Linked DNA regions of Mus musculus: regions 2 and 3 are each linked to region 1. A link is a contact called in public Hi-C and HiChIP or PLAC-seq data. All regions are on one chromosome and are shown on one strand. The core of a region is the stretch at or near the end of the contact, and the rest is flanking DNA. Distances in the headings are between cores, read along the strand shown.

Region 1 (3,287 bases), core at 305-2,804:
GTGCACCAGGTCCACATCTGTGCTTTGAGCGACCATGGATGTTCTTCACTGCAAACAGGACCATGGAAAGGATCCATCACTCCTGAGATCTACAGACCTTCAGTCGATCATATTATCTCCTATGTTTATTTAAAACTATAAATGCCACCCTGTTCAGAGGATAGCCAAACTCTTGTTCTTTTTTTAACTCTGTGATTTAATTTTTATTAAGTTACATAATATCTTGATAACTGTTTTGACTTTTGTCTCCACAGGATCAAACCCTAGATTTGGAGAAAAAAATTAGAATATTTTGTATAAATTTTTAAGACTTACTTTATTTTTAATTACATGTAAGCAGGAGGGTATGTGCGCATGCACATGTGTGCCTGCAAAGGTCAGAGGCATATGATGCCCTGGAGCTGACGTCATAGGCAGCTGTGACAGTGCTGGAGAAGAGTAAATGGTCTTAACCACTGAGCCATCTCTCCAGAGCCTGTGTGTGTGTGTGTATGTGTGTGTGTGTGTGTGTGTGTGTGTGTGTGTGTGTGTGTATGTGTGTGTGTTTAATCTTAGAGTCTTCCTTGTGATTTCCCAGATATCTACAAGAAAGTCACTGAAGCCCAAGTGTCCCTAACTACAGGGCTAATTCTGTATTTTAGTCCTATCTGAAGCCTGGTTTCCCTCCATCTTTGCACCCTTGCTCACTGTGCCTACATCTTCAGCTGTGTCTGCTTTCTGACCCTCCGGGCCTAAAGGCTGTGCTCTCTCTCACTGAGCAGAGACGTCTTCCACACACAGGGACACAAGCGTTAGAACACAGAAAGTTATCTGCTTGGCCTCCAAACCCCAGATACACATTCTGGAGGTAGGTTTGGCCTTTCTCAGACAACTTTCACATTGTCTCCCCAGTCGGCGTCAAGATTTCCAGGACTCGTCTTCGTGCCAGGAGCAGATGAATTCATGAGAGCTGATGCTGAGCCAAGATCCCGTGGAGCCCTGCAAGCTGCTGGGGTTGGGTTGCTGGTGGAGAGAAACCAAACTGGGGTCATCTGCTTGGAATGCCGCTGAACCTGTTTTCTGAAGGGGAAGGGGATGACTTTCTCCTTTTATGGAACCATGTTCTTCAATTATTTAGTGAGACAGACTGATGTGAAAGCTTTCACTGTGTTTAATGCCCATCCCCTCATAAGGAAAGTGACTGCCGCACAGCCCTGGGCATAGCCTTGTGTGCTGTGGAAGTCCCACTCTCTGCTAAGAAAGACTGAGAATGTATCCCGTGGACCGATAATTCCACCAAAGTAAAAGTCTGCATAGTTTTCCTGTGGGTGTAAGGTTGGTTTCAGCAGAATCACATGGTATTGAAGGGGTCAAACTCAGAGTAGTCACGGCACGGCCAGTGGTGTCTCTGCTTGATGATTAACTCAAAAGATTTAATATGGGACCTGTGCTGGTGGCAAGGTCACATGCAGGTTTTTCTGATTCAGCACCTGGGAGGGATAGAGTCTCTTTGTCTGAAGGGGACAGACACAGTGAAGTGATCTGAGGGCAAAGGGCAGACCACACACATCCCAATGTGATTGTCTTTCAAATTCATTTAATTAAGTGGGTGTTGCAGGGCTCCCGTAAAGACCAAATGAAATACCAGCATGCCTCAGCAAACAGATGGCTCTGAGTTACCTCTGCAACCCCACCCCCAGGAGGGCTTGTGATTTGTCCACCTCCTTATCCTCCCCACCCCCAGCTTCTCTAGTGAGACTATCCAAAGGAGGACTCTGAAGGAGGGAGGACTCCAGCCCCTTTCTCGAGGAGTGGCACAAGGGAACTAGGTAAGATTCTGTTGTCTGAGCCATATGGGATGAGGATCAGGAAAGTCTGTCTTCTGCCCAAGCTGGAGACAGTCCAGACTGTGAGGGAGACAGGCCAGCACATCTAACACCTCATGTCAGCAGGAAGAGGTTTCCAGGCTCAAAGAGTGGGGCTTTAGGGGCACACATTCATCTTTCTGCTCCAGGTTCAAGGTTAGGGTGGGCCAGGCCTGCCTTTTCCTCCTGAGGGAGTCTGAAGTAGGTACTGAACGTGACCCAAGTAGAGCCTCCCGTAACCCCACAGGCTCACAGACAGGACCCTTCAGGGATCCAGAGAGGAGGACCCAGGTGTGTGATGGTCAAGTGTGTTTGTGTATACTGCTGTGCAAATGTGAGTGTGTACATCTGAAAACAGGAATACAGATGAGTGCTTGTGCACAGGCGTGTGCTTTCTTTCATGTGTGAGAAGTTGCATTCTTATCCCTGACCAAGTTGGAATCACCAGGCACACACATGCTAAGGACTGAACGCTCTTAACTCGCCTTACCTCTTCTACTGGAATCTCCCTGTGAGCCAAAATTAGTCTCCCAAGGAACTAAACCGAAAACCTGGTCTTACAGGGAGAGACGGGCTGAGCAGAAAGCGGGATATGCAGGAATGAGAGATGAAAGTGGGTTGGTTGATTCAAAGTTAGACTCTTTGTAAAGTGGGACAGAGAGAAACAGAGCAGCAGGAATCTGGTTGGTAACACGGGGTGGCCAGGTTCCATCTCTGTAAGGACTGAGGCCCAGGGGACCTATGCAGGTGAAACTGGCCTACTATGGAAATTCCTTAGCTCGGTTCCCCTAGCTTCTTAAAGAATCAGACAACATCTCAGCCGTCCTCCGAAGCTGAGGAACTTCAGCATGGGTGACTCCATCTTGATTTTTCATGTAGTCTGAGAGAGCCCAGTGCAGGAGCCTTATCCAAAACTCCAGAGTGCTGAGATCCCAAATGGACTCTAAGAAATGTGTCAGCTCAGCCATGAGAGGGCATCACTTGCAAAGAGGAGAGGCAGGTCCCAGTGGTGGGCAGAGAAGAGATGCAGGGTACCACCTTACAGCTACAAGTAGGAGATGGAGCTGGAAGGCACTGGCCACAGTCAGGGCCTCATGGTGGGAGGGGCCTATTCTTGGGAACTGAGAAGTAGCTGGATGTCAAATGTTCCACCTCACGTCCTCAAGAATCCTTGGCAGTGCCCTTGGGAAAGCCTTCTCTCAGCACACCATGTGAATTCACCCATCCATTGTTTATTCATTCAGCAACAATTTAGTATCTGTCTGTGGCTGAGCCTCAAAATTCCAAATGCAAATCAGATGAAGTCCTGCCCTCAAGGGTCACCTTCTCTGATGAGGAACTATGAAAAAAGTTGGGGTCTTAGAAGTCACCCAGGAGTCCATGTTTGAAGCATGGTCCTCAGCCCTTGTTACTTTGGGGGAAGTAGTAGAACCCTTGGGAGGT
Region 2 (3,287 bases), core at 548-3,047, 290 kb before region 1:
ATGTGTTATTGTCACCCTCGGTACTCAGTGTCTGCTTGCTGGGTGAGCTGTGCTTATCTGAGCTGCTTCACTAAGGTGCAGAGTGATTTTGTTGATTTCTCTCAGGAAGACAAAGTGGTATGGGAGGACTTTTCCAGCTTTCACATCCCTAGGAACGCAGGACGCCACGTGAGAGGAAGCTGAGGCACATTGCCCGGACTCTGCACCTGGACAGGGCTGAGGCTGTGGTGTAAATTCCAACCCTTCAGAAGTGCAACTATGACAAGAAGGACCAAGACCCCTCAAGACAGGTCTTCCTGGGCTCCAGAGAGCAAGGGGGATGGTAGCAGATTAGGCAGGGTGCCGCTGCCGGGTACATAGCACTGCACTGCTGGGTAATTTGCCACAGGTGTCAGTGCTCCGTGTGGCTGGTGAACACTCTCTTGCTGGTGGGGCTCTGGAGGGGAGAGCCCTGTGGGGGTCCATGTTGTCATTAATATGCCATGAGCTTTGAAGTATGCCTGACTTTGAACCAGCAACCCTACTTGCTTGACCGTGCCAGGGGACAATTAGATTGAACTGTCTCTTAGTTCCTTGGAGTGTTGTCTTTAAATGCCCAACTAGATGCCATCTGCCCAGCCAGAAAAGACACAGACGAAGCAAATTAGGGCAGAGCTAAGGAAAAGAATATTCAAAAAGAGATCCATACACAGAGTGGTATTGCAGGTCTTTAATCCTAGCACTAGGGAGTTCCAGGTCAGCCAAGATTACATAATGAGAACCATAATAATAATAATAATAATAATAATAATAATAGCCTTTAAAAAGATAGCTCCATCAAAATAATAATATCGAGGGTACCTGGGAGGCCAGAGAATGGTACATTTAAAAACTGTTAGTTGGGCCCACTGGCACATACGTGTAGTCTCAGCTCCTCGGGAGACTGGAGGGCAAGAAGATCTTAAAGAAGAGTACAAAGTCCTGGGAAACAGTAAAACCATAATCTGCCTTCTGCTCGCCCCAGGCACCAAGGCTCTGCTCTGCTGGGCAGAGTGCTTCCCTATTTTGAAGTCAGTGCTGCGTGTGGCTGGTGAACACTCTCTTGCTGGTGGGGCTCTGGAGGGGAGAGCCCTGTGGGGGTCCATGTTGTCATTAATATGCCATGAGCTTCGAAGTATGCCTGACTTTGAACCAGCAACCCTACTTGCTTCCCTATTTTGAAGACTCACTTCTTCCGTGCACAGTCCCTCTCCCCGTTGCTTTGGAAGCTCAGAGCTGGTGCTGGCTGAGATTGACTCAGTTTCCATTCTCCGCGTTACTCATGACCCGGGGCAGAGGCCACAAGGTGGCTCCACCTGGCTTCATTATCTGGGAATCCTTAGAAATTCAATTAAGAGACATTCCCAGATCCGCTTATTGCGCTCTGGGCTCTAGTGATTCAAATCTAAGAAGCACCCAAGGGAAGTGTAGAAATCCTTTGCCACCGACATATTTGAGAGTCTAGCACTTCCGGTGCCTCTCAGCTTGTCTGAGTGTGGTCTTTGGTCTTTACTGGATTAGGTGACCAGACAGCCTTTTATATTGTAAGAATTCAGAGGTATTCTAAGGTAATACTAAGGTATGCAGAGAAGAAACCAGCCAGGTGAAAGCTCTGGGGGGGTCGGGGTGGGGGGGGGGGGCGGTGAGCACGCCTGTGGCCATGCGCCCACGTGCTCGTCAGGTGTGCTCGTCAGGTGTGCTCACATGCACCTGTCCAGGCCTGAGAGCGAACGATTTCCAGGGCTATTTTTAAGCGCTCTGATTCCAAGAGCTAGGTGCGGTAACTGCCCAAGAATGTCCATTTCAGAGGAAAGACAAGATGGAGTCAGACACAGAGGTAGGCCTAGAGGGGCGCTGCTGGGAGTAAGACGGGGAAAGTGTGGCGTGTGTCCGGAGATGTCCGGCAGAATGCTGCAGTTAGTCCCGAGGATTGTTCTCAGGCTGCCTGCCAATTAGGCCCCAAAGGACTCCTATCTGTGAGAAGCTGCTGTGGGCCCTGGGTGTGCTCTATGTTAGACGGGTCATAGCCCCACGTCCTGACCTGGAACCCCCATGCTGCACACCTTAGTCATCTCTGGACTACTCCTTGCTAGTTTTTCCTAGATAGAGGCAGACCAGAGTCTTCCCACTCTGGTGCTGAGAACTCAGGACCACACTCCCTGCCTCTATGTAATAGAAGCCCCTCTGGGTTCCTACTGATGCCCCTCTGGGTTCCTACTGATGGTTGGTATTATTCATGGATAGCAACAGACAACTATGTCCAGCCTCAAGAAGTGTCAAAGTCATTTTCTTTTAAAAAGTTACATATAGTATATAAATTAATTATATAGTATATAAATAAATTACATATACATATGGCATCTACTTCCTTATGTTCCAGTTCCTCTCACCCCCTGAGTGACAATGGCTTACTGAACAGTCCAGGGATGTCAGTACCTGCAGTAGACACTGTCACTCTCATTACAAAAATATTAAGTGCAAGAAATCGCTTCCTAAATGTGGAATAAGGCAAAATAGGCAGCCTGGCACTACTGTCAAAGGGACGTGGGTTGGAGCACAGTCACATTGCCTGCATGAGCTTGTCTAAATCCCCAAGAAAACCATTAAACACAAGACAACAGCGTGCTGGCTGCACTCATCAGGTCATTTCCCATCAAGTGTGTCAAAGGGCACTGGAGGGAGGCGGGCCCTGTGCTGAGCACAAGTGTGTTTAATTTCAGGCGATCAATTCCAGGCCCTGCTTCAGATGCCATCACCTGTCTGACACAAATTCCTTATGTAAAACGCTGTTGTGTTTGTGCAGAGCCCAAGGACACCTCGGTTCCTCACATCCTGGCATTCAAACGGCATGGAGATTACAATTCTGGGCTGGGAATAAGAGGAAAACCCCTGCATGCCTGTGTGCATGCTGCTACTTTGAAAATTACCTAAATTGGACAAGTTTTTTTTTTTTTCTTTAGTATTTTCTACCTGTACTAAGTTAAATCCACTGGTGTAGGACATACAGATACGAAGGCTGGGGCATCCATCATTAGTGTCTAAGAAAGGGGTGTGCATGCAGGAGTATCTTTGGTTAAATCTGGAGGAGAAATTCGGAGTTTACGTATTATAACCAAATACAGCGTGGCCCATGTACCTCCAGCAGTCAGCAATCAGCCTCCCTAATGCTGTGACCCTTTAATACAACTCTTTGTGTTATGGTGACTCCCACCACCACCACCACCACCACCACCACCATAAAGTTATTTTCGTTGCTACTTCAAAACTGT
Region 3 (3,287 bases), core at 204-2,703, 270 kb before region 1:
GGGGCAACAGAGGAGGTGGCCATCAAATTGTGCACAACAGCTCCTCTGGTCTGTTTTGGGTCTGTCACTCTGCATGAAAGAGGCATCCAGGAAGTACAGCAAGATACAACCCCTGTCTCTGAAGCCAAGCTCACTGTCACCAAGGAAAGAGGCTCCAGGGCTGGGGCAAACACAGTGCCTGGCTGGGGAAGGTCCAAGAAGTTCCTACCTGCCCTCCAAGAGTGAACGCTACCCAGCCCTTTGCCCTCTCCTAGAGCCAAGATGCTCTGTCCTGGACCCTACTGGAGACACAGTGGACACAGCAGGATTTGGGTCCATGGAAGGTCATCCTTGCTACCCTGTGAGTGGATGCTGCAGCCTCACCTCATCAAAGTCGGCAATGATCTCGTTGAGGAGCCGCAGACACTCAACACCCATGTTGTTGCCATCCAGTTCTATGTAGAAGTCATTGAAGTTGGGGATGGAGGCAAACATGACGCCCACCTGGGAGTAGGACTGGTAGTAGAGGTCCTGCAAAGGCAGGAGGGGTCAGAACCACCGTGCAGTGCCAGATACGGCCAACCAACAAGAGCAGCTTTGGAAAGCCAAGCCATAGGGGAACCAACAAGCCAGGCCATAGGAGACAGGCCATAGGGGCCCAGTTGGTTCCACAGGTAATGCTGTGGGAATGCTGTGAGCTCCAGGTTGTACAGGGCACTGAATGGGCAAATCCTGGGTGGTCAGCTTTGTCCTTTTGAGCCTCCTAGGGGAAGAATAGCAGGGAAGAGGGCAGGGCTTATGAAAGCTGCACATTTCCTGGTTCTAAGGCTCAGCTGATTGTACAGAAACCACAGCAGCTGCTTCCGGCTGGAGGAGCTTAAGGCTGAACCCCCAGGCTTTGTCCCTTCCCCTAGAACTATAGAAGCCAGCCTGGACTTTTTTACTTTTCAGCTTGGCCTTTGTACGCATCTCCCTTATGCTGTGCTGGTGGCCATAGCAACTGCAGCAGGCAGGGCTGTGAGGAGCTCTGGCCAAACATTCCATGCAGAGGAGGGAAAGCGAATCCCCACATTTCAAGCAGACATAGCAACGGATAGTCAGACACATGAGCATGCTCTCCTTTTTCAGCACCTATTGACCCCACATTAGGGAAGCCATTTGAAATAATCCAGTCTTGAAAACGAATTTCTCCTCTCTGCATTTTGTTATGAACACTGCAGGCCAGCCCACGACGGAATGGAAGGGAGGGGAAAGAAATGCATACCTGCCAACCTAATTTCCCCAGAGTTTCCTGGTAGACCAGAAGTTATCCATTCCAGGGGAGCTGATAGCATGGCCAGGCAGAGCCGAGCAGCTAAATCAGGGCTTGCTAAAGGCCACAGGCAAAGCAGAAGGACACAGAGTGGGCCACACTGAGCTGCATTCCAGTGGCAGACCTGGAAGTCCTGCCAGCCAGCAGGCCCCATGGAGCCCTGGCACTCACTCACCATGTTCCGGGGATTGGACATGAGGAAGTGCTGTGCGACGTGAGCTGGCAGGAGATTGAAGAGGATCCTCTTGTTGTCCAGCTTGACTCTCTCCATGTCATCCCGTTCCTCCTCCGCCTGGGGGTCAGAGGTCATGAATCTCAACCCTCATGCTGCTCTCACCCTCCCACCATGACACCTTGATACAGGAAAGAACGGGAGTGATAAATTAATGATAAAGCATCTACCAATAAGCTTGCTTAGGGAATACTGAAGCACACAAAGTAGACTGTAGCTGAAGAAGCCCTACCTCTTATTCCCCTAGAAGTTGAGCACCACCCTAGGCAGGCTTGCTAGGAACGGCAGGAAACATCGTGTGCCTCTAACATAACTGAACTTCAGGCTTTCTGGGAATACATTCCTGCTAGGGTTTAGTTCACTAAGATTGTGGCCAACTAAGACCTATCTCCATATCAAAGAACACACCTCTACCCTGGCTCTATCACCAAGGAGAGCATACATCTGCCAGGCAGGATGACCTGGGGTAACAACTACTGGAAAGGAACAGCATTGCTCTACATTAAAAGTAACTGCGATCAGACTTGAAGTTTTCTGTCTCTGCTTAATTGCTCAAAGTGTAACTTTATATGTGGAATGTTGAAGCCTATGACCTATATAAGCTGTTAAAAGTTTCATGGCTGGTTTCTCGTTGGGTGTTAGCCAGAGCAGGATGTATGCTATTAAAGAGCTTTTTCCTTATTCTCTGAGTGTCTGGAGTAAATTCTCATGGGAGTGGAGTGGGAAAGGGGGGTGTAGCATGCTGCTTCAATGTCAAGGATCATCCATGCGGGGCTCTAGATGCATGGATGGTCCACATGAATACACTTCATCTTTCATACCAGACACAAAGACCAGAGCCTTAATGCAGGGTTGAGGGACTCACTACCCCACCATTGCAATTTTCAGTGTTTGAGAATGGTTCCCCATTTCCAGGGTCTAATTCCCCAGATCCCATCTCATAAATATCTCTTAGGAACCTATGTGGCCACCCCAGACTGCACCAGACCCAGACAGCCCTCTGATCGACCTTTCCCAGAACTTCTGTTGCCTCCACAAGAATTTGAATCCCACTGGCACTGAGACCAGAATGCTGGGCTGGGGTGGATCTAGGAGCACACACTCTCTGAACCACAAGCAGAAGATGAAGCCCTAAGAAGTGGACAAAAGGATGGCAGGAATAGCCAGTCCTAGCCTGCTTACCACGAACTATGGCCCTATAGTGCTAAGAAAAAAGTGTCAGGGCTGGCTCCATGTATGGGCCACCATGAGCCTTAAGGGATGCTGTCAGTGGGGTCTAGTGGCATATCATATGCCATAGTTTTCAGACGCAGAAGGTATCGCTGCTACAAAACTTAACCATTGCCAGGCAGGGTGGTGGTGCACATCTTTAATCCCAGCACTTAGGAGGCAGAGGCAGGCGGATCTATGAGTTTGAGGCCAGCCTTGTCTACAGAGCTAGTTCTAGGACAGCTAGGGCTACAAAGAGAAATCCTATCTTGAAAAACAAAAACAAAAAGCAAACAAAAAACTTGACTCTCTAAAGGATTTGGCTTGAGAAACGGTCTAGGTGTGTGTTGTTACCATTTATGAAACTGGTGTGGCAGAAATGCCACCATAGTGCTTTTGATGCTTGTGGCCTGCCATAGAAGACATCTGTCCTTTGGTGGGCAGTGATACACAGGACAGGGCAGACACATCTCCGTGCTATAGCATCTTGTCATCCATCGTTAGAGGCACTGTTCCTAGAGCTGTATTTTCAAAGGCTTTGGGGAGGGTTACCCT

The links. Hi-C and Micro-C count contacts between places; a contact is called where the count stands out from the background. HiChIP or PLAC-seq counts read pairs in DNA pulled down with a chosen protein or histone mark.
Region 2: a contact with region 1 is called in an H3K27ac HiChIP or PLAC-seq map of embryonic stem cells, with 5 read pairs. The contact joins the promoter of Ccdc201 here to the enhancer-like site in region 1. A contact is called at or near these places in 9 of 39 promoter capture datasets (the 3T3-L1 cell line, the HPC-7 cell line, cranial neural crest and 5 more), 3 of 115 datasets of contacts at active chromatin or transcription factors (all in embryonic stem cells) and 1 of 9 other capture datasets (embryonic stem cells).
Region 3: a contact with region 1 is called in a Hi-C map of cerebellum, with 1.7 times the contacts expected there. The contact joins two enhancer-like sites. A contact is called at or near these places in 2 of 15 datasets of contacts at CTCF or cohesin (the NIH/3T3 cell line and liver), 6 of 484 Hi-C or Micro-C datasets (the AtT-20 cell line, the HL-1 cell line, cerebellum and 3 more), 6 of 115 datasets of contacts at active chromatin or transcription factors (embryonic stem cells and hepatocytes) and 2 of 9 other capture datasets (adipose tissue and embryonic stem cells).

The regions. Positions count from the first base shown.
Region 1 is chr11:6,893,553-6,896,839 of GRCm38.p6, reverse strand. No RefSeq gene overlaps it. Among named protein-coding and RNA genes, the nearest start is that of Adcy1, 170 kb to the left of the region's middle. Within about 2 kb of position 1,554, at least 37 of the 459 cell types and tissues checked have an H3K27ac peak or open chromatin away from gene starts, as enhancers often do. A contact at or near this core is called in cerebellum and embryonic stem cells, where this site is marked.
Region 2 is chr11:7,187,079-7,190,365 of GRCm38.p6, reverse strand. Ccdc201 (coiled coil domain 201) reads left to right here and starts at 1,797. Exons shown (of 4, transcript NR_045101.1): 1 at 1,797-1,855.
Region 3 is chr11:7,158,502-7,161,788 of GRCm38.p6, reverse strand. It overlaps Adcy1 (adenylate cyclase 1), which reads right to left. Exons shown (of 20, transcript NM_009622.2): 15 at 1,467-1,583; 16 at 364-510. Among named protein-coding and RNA genes, the nearest start is that of Ccdc201, 28 kb to the left of the region's middle. Within about 2 kb of position 1,453, at least 71 of the 459 cell types and tissues checked have an H3K27ac peak or open chromatin away from gene starts, as enhancers often do. A contact at or near this core is called in cerebellum, where this site is marked.